7 separate regions of the Mus musculus genome follow, and regions 2, 3, 4, 5, 6 and 7 are each linked to region 1. Evidence: chromatin contacts called from public Hi-C, HiChIP or PLAC-seq and Micro-C data. All regions are on one chromosome and are shown on one strand. The core of a region is the stretch at or near the end of the contact, and the rest is flanking DNA. Distances in the headings are between cores, read along the strand shown.

Region 1 (2,809 bases), core at 235-2,734:
ATTGAAAGCCAATATAGTACCTCTCTGCGTATCCAAATTTTCTACTATATATACATATTTTCATGCATTGACGTTCTAGATGTACATATAAGTCCTATATAGTAGAAAAATGAGAATAACCTGTAATCACATTTATCATAAACAAGAAGCACCCAATATCTGACGTGTAATGTCAAACTACAATCACTAACTTTTTTTTACATCCTTACCAGAACAAAACAAATCATTTTTCTTGTACAACTGAGTTTATATCCCATTTTCGGCATGTCCTTGCAATTAGGGTAATTAGTATGATTTAAAATCTTCTTGCCATCCGTTCTCTATTTGAGTAAAACATTTTTGTACCAAGGACTGGGGCATTAAAACATTTCCTGTCTCTCTAAAGGTGGAAAAGACATCTTCCTAAAAGATTTTTTTTTTCTTTTTTTAACTGTGAGTAGCTAGGAAACTTAGCATAGCAAAGATGGGATGGGGCTTTCTCCAAAGCAGACCTCGCTCAGAGACAAGATGTAACATAAGGAGGAAAGGATGAGCTAGCGGCAGGTGATGAAATTTCACCTCAAAAAAGGACGCAAAAGGCTGTGTCTCCAGCAAGGGAGGCGTGAATGCTACTCCTGGAGTACCAGGGGCTCCGAGTGCCCCGCACTCTCTGCACCTCAATACTCACCACTCCCCACCCAGGGGGTGGCTCCGCAGGACTCAGTACGCGGAGCAGGCAAGCCAAAGCTGTTTGCAAACAAGCGTCCTCTGCCTCCCTCCGGGATGTGCTCGAAGGGCCCTGGGAAGGAAGGCACGCTCGGCCCCGCCCGGGACAAACGCGAAGGGCACCGGTGCGGCCGCCAGCCCGATCTTCACGTACCCGGCCGCGCCGGAACCCAGGCCCGGCTAAGGGCTTCCCGGCGACTCGGGGCCTAGTCGCCCCCCGCACGCCTTCAATCTCCCGGGGACCCACGGAGAAAGGGCCGAGGCCCCAGAGCTCCGGGGTGCCCGCGGCGGCCGCACTGGCAGGACGCTCCGTCCGCCCGGCCCAATAGCTGGCGCCAGGACCCCTGGGCGGCGCAAGCAGACGAGCCCCGAACCGCAGCGCGCCACACTCACCGCCTCTCCATGGCCCGGGGGTCGTCACTCAGCCGAGAGCCTCGTCCTCAGCGGGGCTCCGCCGCGAAGCCTCGCACTCCTGAGGGGGCTGCGGTCTCAGCGGCCGGGACTGAGGCCCAGCGCCCCTCCAGCCGCCTCAGCCACGCGGGTCCGGGAAAGCGCGGCCGAGCGCGGCCGAGCGCGGCCGGGGGCGCAGCTTACGGCGGGACAACCGAGGCGATGCAGGCAGACGGGCTCGGCGAAGCCTCGGGCGCCGCCGCGGTGGCCGCTTCAGCCGCCCGCGCCGCTGGGCCACAGCGCCCCCTGGACCCCACGTCCCGCTACGGCGCCGGGACTGCGGCGGCCGCACCGGGCACGAGCGGCAGGGAACGCGAGGCAGCGCGGCCTGGGGGTGGCGGGGCCCCGTGCGCCCTGCGCCGCCCGCGGCCCGTGGCCCGCCCCTGACGCGGCTTCCCGGGAGCCGGAAGCTGTCGGCTCCCCCCACACCCCACCCCCGTCAGACCCCAGCACCTTTTTCTTCCCTCCAAGAAGGTATGTGAATGCTTTCGTCACTCGTCTCCGAGAGCGGGAATGTGAGGGAATCTCGGTTCATTTCTCGTGGAGACAGGGGGTCCCTTTTAATTCCCTCAGTGCGTCAGTATGAAAGGAGCGTGACCCAGAACAAATCCCTTTTTTCTTTTCCTAAGCACATGCACAATCCCTTCCCAAAGCAGATAAAGGAATCATCTTTGACCTCAACTTTTTTGGAGCTACTGTGCAGATTCACTACAGAAATGTGCTATAGAATTCCTTAAACCCTATCCTTACCTACAAAGTAGGGGGGAGAAAACAAAAAACAAACAAACAAAACAAAACAAAATTTAAAAAACGCTGACAAAGAGAAGAGAATAACCAACGGGTTGTCCTGAAACCGATAAACAACTTAAAGGTAAGAAAAGACTCATCCTTTTACTAACTTAACCCTGGCCACCACCTCTACCACTTCTGGGTCACCCACCCCTTATCAAATCCTAGATAAAAACTCTGAAAGAAGGAAATTGTTGTGGTTATATTAAAGGCTATGCAGTCATTTTGTTTACAAATGCCTCCTGTTTGATCTTGCCCAGCCTCTAGGATGCTAACATAACGTCACAACTAAAGACTGTCAGAAGGGAAATAGGAAAAAGAAAAAAAAAATTTTAAATCCCCTGGTCCCTCAAATTCCCAAATACTGTGTTTGTTTGGTTGGTTGGTTGGTTGGTTTTGTTTCTGGGAGCTATACTGGAACAAGCAAGGACTTTGGTGTCAGGCAGATCCTGATGCCACTGGTTCCAGTTACATCATGTAGAGTTTTATGACCCTGGCAAGTTATGTAATATTTTTGAACCTCTGTTTTCTCCTGCCTGCCTAGCTGGTTGTGAAGGTTGGGGATGGAAGGACGGGCCTATAGTTCCAATTTTTGTTAATTCCAGAACACCCTAACACTTACTTAGTCATTCTTAATCTGGAGATTGTGCCCATCTGTGTGTGTTTATCCCACCACACTCCCCAACCCCGCTCGTGTGTGTCTGTGTGTGTGTGTGTGTGTGTGTGTGTGCGTGTGCGCGTGTGTGTGTGTGTGTGTGTGTGTGTGTGTGTGTGTGTGTTCCTATCAAAAGGTCATTCTCATCATCCTGGTCTAAGTGAAATTTCCCTGAATTTCACTCGTGCATTTATGTAACATCCTCCTCTG
Region 2 (2,700 bases), core at 114-2,613, 320 kb before region 1:
AAAGAAGGAAAAGAAACAAAAAAGCCAAAACAAAAAAATGAACATGTTATTGTGGAAGCTATAAGTCTATTTTTTATTTTTAAAGAGATCAAGGCAAAGACAGGCGGCTTTCTGAGTTCGAGGCCAGCCTGGGCTACAGAGTCTGGCTTTGACCTGGTGATCATCCTGCCCCAGCTTCCAGAATGCTGATATTACAGCTGTAATCTACCACACCTAACATTCGGTTTTCACTTTCATTTCCTCTTCTGTTCTTTACCTTATCTCTCTGAAGTTTGGACACATTTAAAAATGTTTCAGATGAGGCAACTCTGGATTTTTTATTAGTTTGATAATCGCCCCAAGCTGGAAGGGTTGACTGGCTACCCTCTATCCACAGCTCCTGGGTCTGCTGGAGTCAGAGACAGGGGGAAGGGGATTGTCAGAGCATATTTTCTCCTCTGCAAATGGAAGCCATAGTATCTATTGTCACAAGATCATTATGAAGATTAGGTGGTTAAGTGTATGAAGCCTCCTCAGCTCGATGCCTAGAAGTAAGTTGGCAATGCTTGGTCCCTTCTCACTAAGCTTGTTCAGCTTTGGGGATTCTGACGGACATATCATGTGAGAGGTGTTTAGTTCTGGGATGTAGCAGGAAGTCGATGAACTCTGCAGAGACAATTGCCTCTCTGTAGCCTCTTAGCAGCTCTGGTCTGTGAGTCACAAGAAAATTTGTCATTACCTTGTAAATATTTAAGATTCAGCTGCTTCCCTTTATAAAACCCCACGTTTAGTGCCATACACTTTTTCTGCCTAGTAAATATCCACCTCAAGGACTGCAGTTGTGTGATTTGACCAGCTCTGAGTGAAGTAGGAGACTGGTCAAATAATAATCTCGAGGCTTGAGGGCGGGGGGGGGGGGTGTCATTAAAATAAACTAACAAAGCCTTCTAGTCTTCCATGAGTGTAAATTTAAATGAGAGGAAGCTAACACATTTAAAAAAAAAAAAGGAGGAAGGAGGGAAGCCGTTCTTGGTAGTTGTTTCTATGCCCACCTGAAACTAAAGAAATGGTTTTCGAACTATTTCTCAAGATTTCTCTGCTTTGTTAGTCCTGAGGTGATGCAAAACTGGACTGGATGCAAGGGTGAAGGGGTGGGGGGCTCCCTCCTGCTAGCTGCTCGACAGTGCTCAGAAGTCAGGAATGGTCGCGGAGGATTCAAGAAATGCGTGGGCTGTCGGACAGTGACAAGCCCGAGCCTGCACATCTACGGCCTCTCCCTGGGGCACAGCTAGGCAACCTGCCCCCTTTCCCGCCCGGGGGCCTCAGGCAAGGCGCCCGCAGCCAGGGAGCCTGACGTGAGAAGCGCGACGGTGCACGCGACCCTAAGCTCGCCGGCGTCCTCGCGCCGCTTCCCGGCGTCGGCGTGCTGGACCGCAGGACCCTCTCTCTCTCTTTCTCTCTCCCTGCAGGCCCGCTCCAGCCAGCGAGCCGCGGGTAGCTCCGACCCTTTCCCTCCCTCCCTCCCTTCCTCTCTCCCTCGGGGGCCCGCCCGCCCCCAGCTCGGGCGCCGATCGGAGCCCGCGCGCGCTCGCCCGCTCTCCCTCCTCAGCGCGGGTGTGTGCGCGCCGTCCTCCCACCTCCATCCCCTCCTCATTGTTTCCGGGCGACCGCCACGAGCCCCGGAACGAAGCCCCTCCCCCCACGCCCCCCGGTCTACCCCCTCCTCCGCCGAGGTTTGACGGGTGCTTGGGGGGGATCCCCAGAATTAAAGAAGAGGGAGCCCCTGAACCCAGCTCTGGGAGGCTCTGCTCCCCGCCTCCGAGGCTATCTCCTCCCATCCCAATCGGGATCCCAGGCTGGGGAGAGCCTCCGACTCCCCTCCCCCCTCGGCCGGGCGCCACTCTCCCTCAGCCCCCTCCCCTCAGCGGGTCCTCCTCTTTCTCTCGCTCCCTCCTCCTCCCCCTCCCCGTCCCTTCCCCCCCACAATGCAGTTCGCGGCGCGGCGGACATGGCGGTGGAGTCCTGAGCTCGTCGTGTCCTGGCCTCCATCGGCGGCGGCGACGGCGGCGGCGGCGACGGCGACGGGGGCGGCAGCGGCGGCGGGAGGCGGAGGGGGAGCCGGAGCCTCTGAGATGAGGAGGCGTCGCGCGCGCCTGTAGCTCGCGGGCTTCTCAGGTACGGGGCTGCGGGCCGCCGCGCTGCGCGGGCTGCCGAGGGGGTGTGCTCGGCCGCTGAGCCCGGGGGCCCCCAGCTTGTCCCCTTCAGGTGCGGCGCCTCGCAGGTGTCCGCGCCGCCGGAGCGCGTCTCCGCCGCCCCCTCGGGGCCTGGCACTTCCTCCTGGGCTGGAACTGGCTTCTGGTGTCCCAGGGGAAAGCCGAGGGAAGGAGGGAAGTCGAGAAGGCGGCCTGGGCGGCCTGAGGAGGGCTTTGGGGGGCCGACCTTAGGGAAAGCTGGGGCGCCCGTCCGGCCACCGAAACCTGTTGTAGACGGGGTAGGAGTATCTGAGTTAACGGGATTGGTCTAGCCTTCGCTTAGATCCAGTGCGTGTTTGTCTGTATTGTGTGCCTTTCTTTCACCCTGTGTATGTGTATGTATATATACACTTGTAAACACACACACACACAGCGTGTCCTCCCCGCCATCCCCCGGGCTTGTCCTTGTCGGGAGGGAGCAGAGGTAGGTTTGTGTGGATTTCGTTTCCTGCTCACCCGCCGTCTCTGT
Region 3 (2,736 bases), core at 91-2,590, 420 kb after region 1:
AGCTAATTACTTAAAAGCCTGGAGTCTCAGATTCCAAAACTGTAAAATGGGAGCATTAAATGGGAATAATGAATACCTACCTTGCAAATTTATTAAGAGTAAATGAATTAAGGTGCCCACTAGACTACACTAAAAGCTCGAGAAGAGAGGCAGCGTCTACACAGCTGTCGATTCTTGCTGGAATGAAGACCCGCAGGACAGGAACTCAATGATATTTTTAAATGAATGAATAACTATGTGTCCCTACTTCCCTCATCCACACTAACTCTTCTCCCATAATCGTATTTCTTCGTTTTTCTTCTATCATTTTCTAAAGCCTTCAAGACATTCTATATTTTGTCCTTCTGGGTGCTTTTCTTCTTCTCACGGGCTATTATTAACAATACAGCTCAAAGAAAGTGGCCCCGTTAGTAATTTCTCCAACACCGCCCACCTTCCATTTCTAATGCGAAGGAGGTGGAAGAGGCGGTCAGAACATAGGCTCCACAGCATTTCATCTACCTACCCTGGGCCACTAACTCGCGTCAACAACAGCGAAGTCGGTCCTCTCCAGAACACAACTTTCAGGGCAACTGCACCATCTCTTTCTACATCTCCGCAACCAGAAGACTCGCGCAGAGGGAATCCTCTGCTCTCAAAAGTTACGGAGTCCGTTACACTCGTGCCCCGCTGGAAAGAGGGGTGCATCCCCACAGTAGGACAGCCTTGCTGGACAGACTGATGGGATTTCAGAGCCCACGGTGTGGACGCGGGTCACCTTTGGACCTGGCCAGGTTCCTCTGACCACTGCTCCGAGAAGGCAGCGCTCTTCGAGCCCTGGAGGGAAGCTAAGGGGTGCGGCCAGTGCCCGGGCTGGGGACAGGAGAGACGCACAGTGTGGACAGCTAGGCTGACCTGCCACACCGGGACTACGCCCACCCGTACCTCGTCTCAGCGCAGACCCTACCTAGTCACAGAACCACTCCCTGAGACACCCGGCTCGCCCCCGGCCCATAAATCAGCCGGCCGGCGCTGCTCACTGGCTGGGTCCGCATCTCCCTTCTGGTCATTGGCTACCCGCACGCAAAGCCCTCCTCCACAAGGGAACCTCGCGTACGGCGGTCTCTCAGCGGAGCACCCCCGCCCCGGCTCCGCGTAGCTCGCCGTCCCAGCAGCGCGGCCTCAGCCACTCACCGTGTAGTAGGAGAGCAGCCCTGCATTGTAGTCCAGCACGAACCAACGATACTGCCATCCCTTCATCACGTTAGTCCATTTGCTCAGCGGCCCTTCCACGATGGACGCCATCTTGGGAGCCGCCAATGACAACAAACGGCCTGACGTCAGTCGCCTATATGGCATTCGGCATGCAGGGGGCGGGGTCTCCGAGAGCCTAGGCGGGACCAGGGCGTGAGTGGGCGGGGCCAGGTGCGGCTCCTCTGTGCAGCTGGTGGACCCACGCCCCTGGCAATCCTAGTCAAGCATGCTTTGTTTCTTTCTCTCTTCGCCTATTGTGTATAGGGCGGGCTGTTATGGAGGCAGAAAACTGAGAAAGCGAGCGTGAATATTTAGATTATTTATCCAAAACAGGCGTGAAGGTGGATACCTGTAATCCCAGCACTTGGGAGACCAGAGGATCGGTAGTTCAAAGCCAGACTCAGCTAAGTAAGACTGACAAAAAAAAGAAAAGAAAAAAAGGAGAGAAGGAGAAAAGGGGAGTGGGGGGACAGAGAGACGGAGGGGAGGGGGGTTTAGAGGTGGGTGTAAGGGAGGGAGGGAGAGACAGACAGACAGAGAGAATAAGAGAAAAACATCTTCAAGAGGATCTGGAGGGTAGGGGAGCACACAACTGCCTGTAACTCCAGGCCATCAGAACTGAGGGTACCAGCACTTAGGAGCAAATATTCCCACCCCACTCAGACATACTCACTAAAGTACATATAACTAAAACTAAATTTTTTTTTTGTAAGTTCAAGATAATCCTTGACTACATAATGAGTTTGAGAGTAGTGGGTGCTACATAAAACTTTTTTTTAAATTGTAACATAAGTTTTGTTGGGTTTTTTGTTTTTTTTTTTTTTTTTTTTTTTTTTTGGAGACAGAGTCTCTTTTGCAGCCTTGGCTGTTCTGGTATTTGCTATATATAGGTAGACCAGGCTGTCCTCTAACTCACAGAGATCTGTCTGCTTCTGGGCTTGGGTTAAAGGTGAGAGCCACCACACCTGGCCAAAGAATTCTATATTTAAGAACCTAGTGATTGGGAAAGCTGGAGAGATGGCTCATCATCGGGTAAGCACTGACTGCTCTTGCAGAGGTCCTGAGTTCAATTCCCAGCAACCACAGGGTGGCTCACAACCATTTGTAATGAGATCTGATTCCCTCTTCTGGTGTGTCTGAAGACCAACTGTGTACTCACATACATAAAATAAATAAATAAATCTAGAAAAAGAAGGGGAAGAAGAACCCAGTGATCCTCTTTTGGCCTCCCTGGCCCCAGACATGTATGTAGTACACAGATATGCATGCAGGCAAAAAGAACTCATATACTTCTTGTTTTGTTTTGTTGTTTTACTGTAGAGAAAAATCTAGGGCTTTGTGCATGCCAGGAGAACATTCTACCCCTGCTATATTAGTCAGGGATCTTTAGAGTAAAAATACTTACAGAATGAATATATTTGTGTATATATAGAGAGATCGATAGATATACACACACACACAGAGTGGGATTTATTACAGGATGTGATTAAGCAAAGACAACAA
Region 4 (2,777 bases), core at 109-2,608, 500 kb after region 1:
TCTCTGCCACTGGTGAGCTGAGGGGGGTGGTTAGACTTATGTAAACAGGTCATTAGGAGGTTGTTGCCCTCTTCTAGTAAAGTCAACAAAAGAGTATGAACACTAGTTTGGAGAGACAATACTCTGTCAAGAGGTGGCATTTATGACAAAAAGGAATTTGAGAGGAACCGGGCACTGGTGGCACATTCCTTTAATCTCAGCACTTGGGAGGCTGAGGCAGGCAGATTTCTGAGTTCAAGGCCAGCCTGGTCTACAGAGTGAGTTCCAGGACAGCCAGAGCTATACAGAGAAACCCTGTCTCAAAAAACCAAAACCAAAACCAACCAACCAACCAGACAAAAAAAAAAAAAAGAATTTGAGATGGGACTTTATGCACTCACTGTACCTCTGAACTCCACTGTGGCCCTACACCTGCTTTTTTTTTTTTTTTTTTTTTTTTTTTTTAAATTAAACAGTCTAGGCAGGACAGGGAGCAGGCAAGGCAAGCAGTTCCTTCTTGCTCCCAAGATTTTTACTTTAGAAGGATTTACATGCCTTCTTAATGTGATAGCAGGTAGAAAGATTTGTAATCCAGCTTTCTAGTTAGTTTTTAAACTTCGGGTAAGAGAGTTGTTTTGTTTTGTTTTGTTTTTTCTTTTCGGGGAGGCCCTTTTCTTTTTATTTCAGTCAGGGCCTTACTATGTGTCCTTGAACTCACTATGTAGAGCAGGCTGGCATGGAACTCTCAGAGATTAAAGGTATGTGCCACCATGCCTGGCTGGCTTTCACCATCCTCATTTGTATAACTTCTTTCTGTTTCAAATCCCCTATTCACACAATTTTTTAAAAAAGTATTTAGGCCTGGAGTAGTGGTACATCTCCTTAATCCCAGCACTCTGGAGGCAGAGGGAAGTGGATCTCTGTGAGTTTGAGGCCAGCCTGATCTATACAGTGAGCTTCGGGATAGCCATGGCTACACAGAGAGAGACCTTGTTTTAAACAAACAGCAAACAAACAAAAGCATTTAGTGCAGAATCACACACAATCAGAATTATTTAATGTTATTACTACTAAACCGCTCCTGTCATTACTTAGTACCATTACTTTTTTAGTTCCCACAACCCACCTGGACATGGTTCTAATTTCTCCCCGCACTTTACAGAAAACAGCAGCCCAGGAAGAAGGATGGTGGGTGACCTGCCTAAACTCAGGTCTCTGTGGCGCCGCCTCCGCTGACCGTCCACCCCAGAGCCCTATCCGCACCGGGTTTTCCAGGGAGGCCGGGGTCAGGGCCTGGTTCCGCGGCTCAGACTCCCGCTCCGGGCTTTGCGCGCCGCCACGGCCTGTGAGGCCGGCGGGGCGGGGCGGGGCGGGGCGGCGTGAGGAGGGAAGTTGTCGAAGTTCGGGGAGACGCCCGGCCGCCGGCCTCGCCTACGGCCTGTCCCTCCGCCTCCTTCCCGCCCCGGGCCCCCGTCCGTCCGTCCTTCCTTCCCCTCCCGTGCATGATGGAAACACCATGGCTGCGGCAGCCCAGCTCTCCCTGACACAGGTAACGCCGCCCGCCGGTCGGCCCGGCTCGACCCGCCGGGGTTCCCCGGCCCTCCCTCCCCCCCTCCACCGCTCTGGGGCGCTGGCGCGGCGGCTGCCCTCGGGCCGCACGGTGGGAGCGCGTGTGAGGAGTGCGGGCGCCATCCCGAGTCGGAGCGGGAGCGGCGAGCCGGGGCCGCCGCACCCCCGCCCCGGGTCGCCGGGCTCTCGGCTCCGCCCCGCGCGGCTCCCACCCGGCCGCCGCCCCCGCCGCGGGTCTCCGCGCCGCTCTCCTCCAGGTCCCGTCGGCGCTCACCTTCTCGGCAAGTTTCTCCTCCGGGCCTGACGGCCGCCAGGTGAGCTCCGGTGGGGCTCACGCTAGACAGCGGCCGCGGGCGATGCGAGGCTCGACTTCGGCGGGGCAGGGTTCCCTCAGCTTCGCTCTGCTCCGGTCCGCGGGAGCGACGACTGCCGAGTTCCCCTCAGTTCCCTCAAGTCAGCCTGGCTTCCAGAAGTCGCATCCTGTCCGGGCACTTGACCCACTCACTTCTGCTCAGATCCCCTTGCAGACTTTCCCACCCGCGAGGGCGCCGTCTCTGATCGTCGTCCGAGGGGTCATGGTGCCAGCCTTCTGCAGGTGGGGCGCCTCTTTCCTCCCTGGTGCCCGGAACCACCGGGGAGATAACTTTGTCCTGGGACGATCTCGACCAAAAGCTGTTCTCGGAGTCTGTTCTCGGAGTCTCGCCTCTTTATCATCATCATCATTATTAAAATGTTCTCTTCCTTCAGAGCCCCATCCTCGAGGGATACATCTAAACATCACTCACTTAGGAGAACCTGAGTTCTCCGTTTCTGTAAAACCAAGCGTAGTCATCTCAAGACACCCAGGAGGGATGAGGTACCAAACACCTGCCAGTCCCTTTCATCTTCACTGCCCAGAAGTTTGCCTTCTCCATAGCTGGGGGCTGTGTACTCCCTGGTATAAGCCCACCTCAGCCTATCAGCCTGCCCTGTGATAGCTCCCTGCCATCTTGTCTCCTTGGCCTAGATTTGCCTGTACTTATAAGGTAGGGCATGTGTTTGGGTAATAGATTATTTCTATGTTATGATAAAGAGGTTTTGAGGTGTTTCTTTCCAAGAACTTGGAGATAAAAAAGTATTTTCCCCAGGAGCCAGGGTGGAAATTTTATTTACTTATTTATTTTGAGACAGGGTCTCAAATAGATCAAGCTGGCTTTGAACTCACTATGTAATCAAGAATATCAAGAATG
Region 5 (2,700 bases), core at 51-2,550, 370 kb before region 1:
ACTGAACCATCCAACTCTGGATGATGGGGTCACAAGTCAGTTAGTGTTCAATAGCAGTCTTCACACCAGGATCTCCAACTCCAACTCAAGAGACAAAAGGTTCTTTGAAGGATTTTTAAAAATTAATTAATTACCTTTTTTTTTTTTTTTTTTTTTTTAAAGATAGGGTCTCACCATGTAGCCCTGGCTTTCTGGATCGCCCAATGTAGATAGACACTAAATTGGTCTTGAACTCACAGACTCTCTTCCTTCAGCATGCTGGGATTAAAGGTGTGTGCTACCATGCTCCTCTCTTGAGAAGATTCTTCATCGCACCAGAGTCTCTGAACTTTACAGTTCAAAGTCTCCCTGGCAGTCAGCCTCATCTAACACCGGTTAGTCTAGCAGTTTGTATCTCTCAAGTACCCGCTGCTGAAATCCCTGGTCCACCCTGACCTTTCTTGTTGTTTTGCTTCTGTGTCTGGACTTGGCCAGCTCTCTCTGTCTGGATTGATCTGTCTTGCTCAAGTTTTATTTAAAAGACCCAATCCTGACACACTTCCTTCTTACTGTGATTCGCCTAGTGAGTAGGGCAGGCCCATTAGCAACTCCATCACAACTGCCCTCTAAGGGGTGGGTCTTAGGAGGATCAAGGATGGGAAGGGTGTATAGGGGGTTCTCTTACAACTTGGATTGCTTTCCACTGTTGTATCTTTGCTCTCAGGGCCTGAGGGTGGATTCTAAGAATCATGAAAAGGTCCATTTTTGATGGTCACTCCCTCCACTGCACATTTGTCTCTCTGCGTTCTCATTGGACCCACTGTTACAGGAGCAGAAGCTGGACTGGACCGGCAAAGGGCCATAAAGGCTAGGGTTTCTTTTCCACTTGGGAGAGGCAAAGCGGAGAGCGGAGGGCATTCACCTTCCGGGTGAGATCCTGAGCCTCGCAGAGCGCAGTCAGCGCGGGTGGCTCCTAAGCTGTGCCACGTAGCCGCAGGCCTGAGTGGGCAAGGGTTTGGGAGCGCCGGTTGCACCGATCTCGCGGCTGGGATGAGCAGGGTGGTGTCCGAGCTGTGGCACACCCGAGAGTAGCATCCCCACGGAGCCCCTCCCTCCCCTCCGCGCCAGGCCCGCAAGGAATCGTCACTCACCGAGCCACGGTACTTCTCCAGCGACACCAGCTTGCCCCGGATGTTGACCGCCTTGAAGTCGTAGAAGTCCTGCTCGGATTGCGCGCAGGCCGCGGCCCACAGGAGCAGCCACGCCGTCGCCACAGCTGCAACCATGGTTCACTCCCGAGGTGGCGACTTGGCGAGGGCAAAGACAAGGCGGAGGGGACCCCGCCGTGTGGGGCGGGAGGAGGCGGCCCGCTGGGCAGGACGCGCCCCCTTCTCAGTCGTCTCTGCAGGCGCAGAGTCCCGGCTCTGGACCTCAGTTTCCCTAGCTGCTCTGCGCTGGTTAGCTTCAGATCGCAGGATCCTGTTTTCTTGAGGCTGAGACCAAAATTCGCTCAAACTCAAGCTCAGGGCGCAGAGACTTAATAGGGAGATAGCGGAGAAAAATCTGTGAGGATTAGCTTCTAGTGCCTGGCCTTAGGCGGATCGCTCCACCACTCTGAGCCCCAGTTTCTTTACGGGAATATTACCTAGTGTAGAATTGGGAGTACTGGACTGTAACGGGAAAGTGCTGGAAAACAATTTGATAGCTGAACGATGCGTACAAACTTTAGGTTAATGGATGTAGTGTTTCCCCAAAGTCAGACAAGTGTGGGAGACAAGTCTGCTGCGGTTTGGATTCCAGCAGTGCATGGGGGTTAGGAGAGCTTGCCTATCTAGTCAGTCACTGGATTATTGCCTCCTTACTGGAGGTGCAGCAGGAGCCAAGAAGGCCCGGTATCTCCAGCAGCTGACAGTTAAAAGCTCTTTGTGGACACAAACGTGGGTAGCAGCTGCAATCTCAAGTTAGTGACAAGAGATCTCAATAGCAAGCTACAGCGTTTCCCAGGCGCAGAAAAACGTCTATGACACCCATAAAGGGCCAAGCATCCGGTGGCGACTTAGTATGAGTTAACACACATTTGGAGTACCTGTTCTATGCCAAGTTCAGCTCTAGCCCCCCACCCCCCACCCCCCACCCCCCACCCCCACCCCCCGTGCAGTGAGGGAAAACATGTGGGCTTCCTATTCAGAGGGAGATAGGACACTAAAAATTTTACAGTTAACTCCAAAACTACAGTTGTGGCCGGTACAGTACCACCTAATAAAGTCGAGGTTGTGTGTGGGCAAACGAAAGGAGGTTTGAACTGAACTCTTGACAAATGAATAGAAATTATTCAGGTAAAAGCAGAAAGTTGTACAAGGCCTCCTGGGAGAGTGAAACATGATACAATGGGCAACAAAGACTAGTTTGGCTGACATGAAAGTACGCTTGGGGGTGGGGGAGGGGAGGTAGTCGTGAGGCCACACAGCCTCCGAGGGCCACAATAAAGTTTACAGGCTTGCCCTACATGATAGCCAATGTCTTTAATCCCAGCATTTGGAGGACAGAGGCGGGCAGATCTCTGAGTTAGTGGGCAACCTGGTCTATATAGTACCAGGCCAGCTGTGTGTGACTTAATAGGGAGACATCGTATTAAAAAAAATTACAAGCCTTAAACTAAGAAATAAAGTTTTGGGTTTTTTTTGTTGTTGTTGTTGTTTGTTACTATTAGCTAAAGCATCT
Region 6 (2,700 bases), core at 190-2,689, 450 kb before region 1:
TTGGTATGCAACTGAGAATGACCTTGAACCCTGACCCCCCTTGCCTCTACCTCAACAAGTGCTAGGATTGCACCATGCCTGTTTTAGGACATGATGAAGACTGAACCCAAGGGACCAGGCAAGTTCTCCAACAGATGAGCTACTTCTTCAGCCTAAATATTATTATTATTTTTTTTTAATAATGGCTTACTGTTTTCCAAGCTATCCTGGAACTCCTGGAGGCCAGGTGGTGTGGCCTCTTCTGAGGCCTGGGCTTGCTCAGTTCTTGGAAACAGAGATTTATGTCTAGTCTCCTGAACTGCCAATGTGAAGCCTGTCATGGAGTCAGCCTGTCTCAGTTATACAGAACAAAGCAAGTAAGCTTCTAGATGTATCCAGTAGGAGTAGGTTAAGGAGGGAGGCTCCAAAGTAAAGGTCAGGCCTTCTCATCCTGGACCATGTATTCTAAGGGCTCCCTCTAGTGATTACAGATATAAACAAGATAAAAAGAACACGGATAGGTGGATGTGGGAGCTTGTATCTGCAACAGTACTCAGTAGGCTGAGGGGGGAGGATTGTCTCAAAGTGAGATTCTATCAAAGGAAAAACAGGAGAAGCCATACATAAAAGTCAGTTTTAGCCAGAGGCTCTGGAGTAACGCAGAGCTTGTGCTATCCTGTGAAAGATGTGTCATGGAACTGCTTTTAAAACCATGAGTCCATTCCCAATCGGCCTTTCCCTTTCTCCTTGCCCCAATAAACCTCTTCGGTAAGATCTGTTGCATCATATGACTTCATAGTGTTCCTTGGCTTCAATCCGCCATGCTGCTGTTCTAAAACTATTATAGTGACCATGTTGTCACTATAATCCCGACCACTGATGTGTTCTAATCATAACTCGCAGTCATATTAATATGGATGATTTTGATGGGTCTACAAAGAATATAGAGATAAGGGCATCCCGTGGCAATTGCACAGATTTATTTATTTCGGTTTTTCCGGCCATATTTGGGACACACAAGGTATTCAAAATGCTTGCCACCCAAATGAACGAATGCTTTCGGAATAGATTTCAAGTTCTGTTTTACGATGCTTCAGAGTACTTGGTGGTGAGCTGCAGCCCAACGCTGTAAGCTTTGGTAAGGCTGGGACCTGAGCTCCCGGCTGTGTCGGCTTTAGAACCGGAACTGAAGAATGTCTGGCTGATCCAGACTACAGGGAGAAAACCATTAAGGGGCAGTATGGCCTCAGATAAACCGACGCAGAAACCTGGGAGAGGGCTGTCCAAAAAGAAGAATAAAAGCCTGGAGGGGTGGGGGGGGTGGGGAGCTACCACCGCAAAGGATGATGGGAAGCGGTAATCGTCTCCTTCCTTCCAACCCGCCCCCGTACTGAGGAGCGCTGACGTCACGCACGCCGCCGGCATGCCCCGCCCCTGGGCTGGCTCACGTAACTGAGGGTGGAGCCACAAAGCGATTTGTGGGAGTCGGAATCATGGCGGGCTTGGTTGACTTCCAGGACGAGGAGCAGGTGAAGTCCTTCCTGGAGAACATGGAGGTGGAGTGTCACTACCAATGCTACCGCGAGAAGGACCCGGAGGGTGAGCGCCAACTGCGCAGCCTGGGACATAGGGGAGGGGAGCGAGCGTGGGGTGCAGTCGTGGTCACGTGGCGGGCCGAGGACGCCTAAGGACCGGGTCAGGGTCACTACGGGCCTGTGGGCGGGAAGTTGTAGTGCATCGGGGGCGGGGCCTGCAGCGGAGGGCGGAGCCCTCAGGCTAGATGCTGTGTAGTCAAGTTTAGGGTGCTAGGACTGGAGGTGTGAGGGTGAAGTAGAACCTCGGTGTACATGTCTTTGAGGGAATCATTTAACATGCAGGAAATAAATGAAATATATGCTAGTAGTAAATGCGAGCCAGAATTGGTTGGCATCTTGCACCTGTAATTCTAGCGTTCGGGAGGCTGAGGAAGGAGGATCACTTAGAACTCAGGAGTTAAGGACTAGCCTGAACTACATAGCAAAACCCGGCCCAAAAAAAGAATTGGAGAGGGAGATTGGAGTGGTGGTCCAGTAATTAGGAGCCCATTTAAAGTTCTAGGAGATCCAATGCCTCTGGCCTCTGCTGCCACCACACCACATGCTCGTATACACACATCCATAATTTAAAATAATAAAAATTAAATCTTTTTTTTTTTGAGACTGTCATTATGTAGCCTTGACTGGCCTAGAACTTACAGTGTAGGCCACGCTAGCCTTGGACTCAGAACTGCTTCCTCTATCTTCTGAGTTTTTGGCATGAGCCACAGGCCTGTTAACAAATTAATAAATTAATTAATTTGTTGAGGTGTTATTCTTTGTGTAGTCCTGACTGTCCTTCTGTTGATCAGGCTAGCCTGAAACTAAGATATCTGCAAGCTTCTGTTTCTCAAGTGCTAGAAGGTGTGGGCTGCCACCATCCAGCACAAAATTTTAAAAAAAAATTTTTTTTTTGTTTTAGTTTTTTCGAGGGAAAAAAAAGTTTTTTTAAGGTAAGTGAAATGTGATAAAAAGAACTGAGTGAAGGGCACTGCCCAATGACATGGCTTTTGAATAAAGCTTTGAAGGAGGAAAGGAACCATTGTAAGTCTTTGCCAGGCAGAGGTAATAAAAGGTCAGAAATTGACTATATTTATTTATTTATTATATGTAAGTACACTGTAGCTGTCTTCAGACACTCCAGAAG
Region 7 (2,700 bases), core at 129-2,628, 390 kb after region 1:
AGTTTGCCATCTATTCAAACCAACCTGAACACAGAACTTTACACACATCCTCAGTGCACACAGCCACTGCAATGTCTATCCCTCTCCATGTCCCTTCACTACAGACCAGCATTGAGTGTAAGAATCTCTCCCCATGATGAGGACAAGAGGGAGGGACCACACTTTCCGTGCAATCCCCAGATGTCATGTCTCCTTTTCTGTTTTGCAGCCACTCATCAAAGTGCCTTAGCCATCTGGTCTGGATTCTCACCCTTGAGTGCCCAGCCTCCTGTGTGTTCCTTGATTGGGGCATGTACAGCCTTTGGGGCATTCCTAGGAGGGTGAGAAGTCTATCTTGGCTTATTGTATGCTCTAGTGCAGTGTCTGGTATACATTAGGTGCTCAAAAAGCATATCCTGGTGAGACACTGTTGTCCCTTCTGTCCCCTCACTAGCCTGGGTGGAACTCAGGCTGTTACAGGAAGCATAGAGCTGACATCCAGGAAATAAATGCTCCTGGAAATTAATTGGCCACCCTAAGTAAAATCTAGGAGAGGGATTGTAATACATATGTAATACTTGTAGAATAATTGATATTTTCCACTTCCCACCTGTATGAAAAAAAAAAATCAAAACAAGCAGACTCCATGTGACTGTACAATTGTCCTGCTTGAAGCCCCAGACACCTATAACCTCCAAATTTCTAAGCGATGGGAATTCATGTTCAGAAGTGATTGCTGATATTCTGAAGACAGTCTGCTTTTATTTTTGCAAACACAGATAGATAATTTAGGGGGAAAATACCGGGCATGATCAAAGAGTTCCTTACTAATAGGGCAACTAATAAAAGCATTGCTAAGAGAGGCATTCTTAAGCACTTAATAGCCCTTTTATGGAACTATATTTATCTTCTCTCCAAAACAATAAAGACATGATACAAAAACATTCATTAGGTTAGAATACAACCAATGAGATTAGAATGCAAAGCTATTCACATACACACTCTCCTCTCCTCTCCTCTCCTCTTCCCTTCCCTGCCCTCCCTTCCCCTCCTCCCCCATCTCCTTCATCCTTGAGCCGCCTGCATTGTAAAGCAGTTTTTAAAATCACAAGACACAAGGCCAGACAGGCCAATGATGTTGCTTCCATTTGGATTATGAATTACAAAACACTAAAACAACTGGAAGCAATTACACAAATAGCTGAGGAACTGCTCAGGCGAATCAGAATATGGAGCATTCTACAAAATAACCGACGATAAAAAAATAGTCTCACACAAACAATCCAAACACAAGAGCACAGAAAGCACAAAGGAGCAAGGACAGAGAGCAACTCTGAATCCAGAGATCCAGAGTGGGGGCCCGGGCTGCAGCAGTGAAGCTTGCTGGCTCCTGGGTAAGGCACTGGCAGCACACTAGGGACCTGAGCTCCATCCGGCACCACCCCTCTGCGGCTCCTTCTTCAGTAAGCTGTCTCCTTTGCCTGTTAATATCTCCCCGAGCCTGTTGGATTCTTTCTTCAGGAACACAATAATCTGGAACACTCCAGGTGGTGCCCCCTGAACTCTGTTATCGAGACCAGCCCAACTGCTCTCAAGTCTAGGTCTGGATGATCCTCACGAGCTCCAGGCCAGCTTGGGCTACATACGGAGACTGTTTCAAAATAAAGATAAATATGTCAAGCAAACCAGAACAAAATAATCTTGCAGTCCAAAAGCTCCCACCATTCCTGTGGCCCAGCCTGACTTTCCAGCTCCCTGAACCAGCCAGTCCTTCATGCCTAAGGGCTTTGACAGACTGTTCTCTTGCCTGCAGTGCCTGCCCATGTTCCAGGTTCCTTAACAAGCTAATCCTGCTTACCCTCAGGAAATTCTAGCTGAGGCCCTGGACTACATTATAACCATTCCTGCCAAAAAGCCATTTTTAAAAGACAATCTTTCCCTTCATAATATTGTGGGGAAATAAAACTTCCCTGGATTTCTCTGCGTTCTAATCAAAAGCTGTAGAGCATGTCATAATAATTAATTTTTTCATTTTTCTCTGATCTCAAAGAATAACAAATATTTTCTTTCCCAGTGGAGTGTGAAAATTATATCCTGGAATAGGAAAGTCATTTTAAGAGCATGTAAGAACCACTCAGCTCAATGTATTAAATCTGTTGCCCAACAGGGGTTCTGAATCGCTTTAGTCTGAGGCTATGTTTTCTTACTTTAGATGAACTTCAGGATTCCACTTAAGAAGCCATCCATAGGGGCTGGAGAGATGATTTGGAGCCTAAGCGCACGGGTGGCTCTTGCAGAGAGCCTGGGTTCAGTCCCCAGCACCACATGGTGTCTCACAATCACTGTAACTCCACTTCCAGGGACTGAACACCCTCTTCTGGCCTCTATGGGCACTGTACACATCAGGTACTTAAGTGCATGCAAGCATATACATAAAATAAAATTTTTAAAGTTTTTTTTTTTTAAATCTTCAAGGGCCAGCAAGATGGTTCAGTGGGTAAAACTGCTTGCTACAAAAGCCCTACAACTTGACCTAGATCCCTTGGTGGGAGAAGAGAACTGATTCCCAAAAGTAGTCTTCAAGCCTATGCCTTGGACACATCTGCTATACAACACACACATACACACCATTTATAGTAAATAAAATTTTTTAAATCAAGAAACATTCAAAATATTCTCCATTTAGGCTCCAAAGCTGCAGATACCATTTATATGAAAGTT

Evidence for each region. Hi-C and Micro-C count contacts between places; a contact is called where the count stands out from the background. HiChIP or PLAC-seq counts read pairs in DNA pulled down with a chosen protein or histone mark.
Region 2: a contact with region 1 is called in a Micro-C map of embryonic stem cells, with 4 times the contacts expected there. The contact joins the promoter of Tut4 here to the promoter of Zfyve9 in region 1. A contact is called at or near these places in 1 of 39 promoter capture datasets (cranial neural crest), 3 of 484 Hi-C or Micro-C datasets (all in embryonic stem cells) and 1 of 9 other capture datasets (adipose tissue).
Region 3: a Micro-C map of embryonic stem cells shows a contact between it and region 1, with 5 times the contacts expected there. The contact joins the promoter of Osbpl9 here to the promoter of Zfyve9 in region 1. A contact is called at or near these places in 5 of 39 promoter capture datasets (the HPC-7 cell line, liver, pre-B cells and 1 more), 2 of 484 Hi-C or Micro-C datasets (Th1 cells and embryonic stem cells), 1 of 115 datasets of contacts at active chromatin or transcription factors (large pre-B cells) and 1 of 9 other capture datasets (liver).
Region 4: an H3K27ac HiChIP or PLAC-seq map of embryonic stem cells shows a contact between it and region 1, with 7 read pairs. The contact joins the promoter of Eps15 here to the promoter of Zfyve9 in region 1. A contact is called at or near these places in 2 of 39 promoter capture datasets (cranial neural crest and second pharyngeal arch cranial neural crest) and 1 of 115 datasets of contacts at active chromatin or transcription factors (embryonic stem cells).
Region 5: a contact with region 1 is called in a Hi-C map of muscle stem cells, with 8 times the contacts expected there. The contact joins the promoter of Gpx7 here to the promoter of Zfyve9 in region 1. A contact is called at or near these places in 1 of 39 promoter capture datasets (liver) and 1 of 484 Hi-C or Micro-C datasets (muscle stem cells).
Region 6: a Hi-C map of cerebellum shows a contact between it and region 1, with 2.1 times the contacts expected there. The contact joins the promoter of Coa7 here to the promoter of Zfyve9 in region 1. A contact is called at or near these places in 6 of 39 promoter capture datasets (cranial neural crest, hippocampal neurons, liver and 2 more), 10 of 484 Hi-C or Micro-C datasets (CD4 T cells, the HL-1 cell line, the N1E-115 cell line and 7 more) and 4 of 115 datasets of contacts at active chromatin or transcription factors (astrocytes, embryonic basal ganglia, embryonic forebrain and 1 more).
Region 7: an H3K27ac HiChIP or PLAC-seq map of extraembryonic endoderm stem cells shows a contact between it and region 1, with 2.7 times the contacts expected there. The contact joins the enhancer-like site here to the promoter of Zfyve9 in region 1. A contact is called at or near these places in 5 of 39 promoter capture datasets (the HPC-7 cell line, HPC-7-derived erythroid cells, embryonic stem cells and 2 more), 1 of 115 datasets of contacts at active chromatin or transcription factors (extraembryonic endoderm stem cells) and 2 of 9 other capture datasets (adipose tissue and liver).

The regions. Positions count from the first base shown.
Region 1 is chr4:108,779,355-108,782,163 of GRCm38.p6, forward strand. Zfyve9 (zinc finger, FYVE domain containing 9) reads right to left here and starts at 1,485. Exons shown (of 19, transcript NM_001384118.1): 1 at 1,099-1,485.
Region 2 is chr4:108,458,047-108,460,746 of GRCm38.p6, forward strand. Tut4 (terminal uridylyl transferase 4) reads left to right here and starts at 1,364. Exons shown (of 31, transcript NM_175472.4): 1 at 1,364-1,593; 2 at 1,971-2,154.
Region 3 is chr4:109,200,932-109,203,667 of GRCm38.p6, forward strand. It overlaps Osbpl9 (oxysterol binding protein-like 9), which reads right to left and starts at 1,341. Exons shown (of 24, transcript NM_001368727.1): 1 at 1,174-1,341. The coding sequence starts at 1,284. It overlaps Gm46867 (a long non-coding RNA gene), which reads left to right and starts at 1,262. Exons shown (of 3, transcript XR_001784406.1): 1 at 1,262-1,318.
Region 4 is chr4:109,278,917-109,281,693 of GRCm38.p6, forward strand. It overlaps Eps15 (epidermal growth factor receptor pathway substrate 15), which reads left to right and starts at 1,359. Exons shown (of 25, transcript NM_007943.3): 1 at 1,359-1,528. The coding sequence starts at 1,496. It overlaps Gm40225 (a long non-coding RNA gene), which reads right to left and starts at 1,407. Exons shown (of 3, transcript XR_868003.2): 1 at 1,106-1,407.
Region 5 is chr4:108,405,413-108,408,112 of GRCm38.p6, forward strand. Gpx7 (glutathione peroxidase 7) reads right to left here and starts at 1,301. Exons shown (of 3, transcript NM_024198.3): 1 at 1,131-1,301. The coding sequence starts at 1,265. It overlaps Gm32297 (a long non-coding RNA gene), which reads left to right. Exons shown (of 6, transcript XR_003955247.1): 5 at 163-374; 6 at 704-1,135.
Region 6 is chr4:108,326,713-108,329,412 of GRCm38.p6, forward strand. Coa7 (cytochrome c oxidase assembly factor 7) reads left to right here and starts at 1,440. Exons shown (of 3, transcript NM_027250.4): 1 at 1,440-1,578. The coding sequence starts at 1,473.
Region 7 is chr4:109,172,498-109,175,197 of GRCm38.p6, forward strand. The region is part of intron 1 of Osbpl9 (oxysterol binding protein-like 9); the gene reads right to left. Among named protein-coding and RNA genes, the nearest start is that of Gm46867, 28 kb to the right of the region's middle. Within about 2 kb of position 1,379, at least 60 of the 459 cell types and tissues checked have an H3K27ac peak or open chromatin away from gene starts, as enhancers often do. A contact at or near this core is called in adipose tissue, embryonic stem cells and extraembryonic endoderm stem cells, where this site is marked.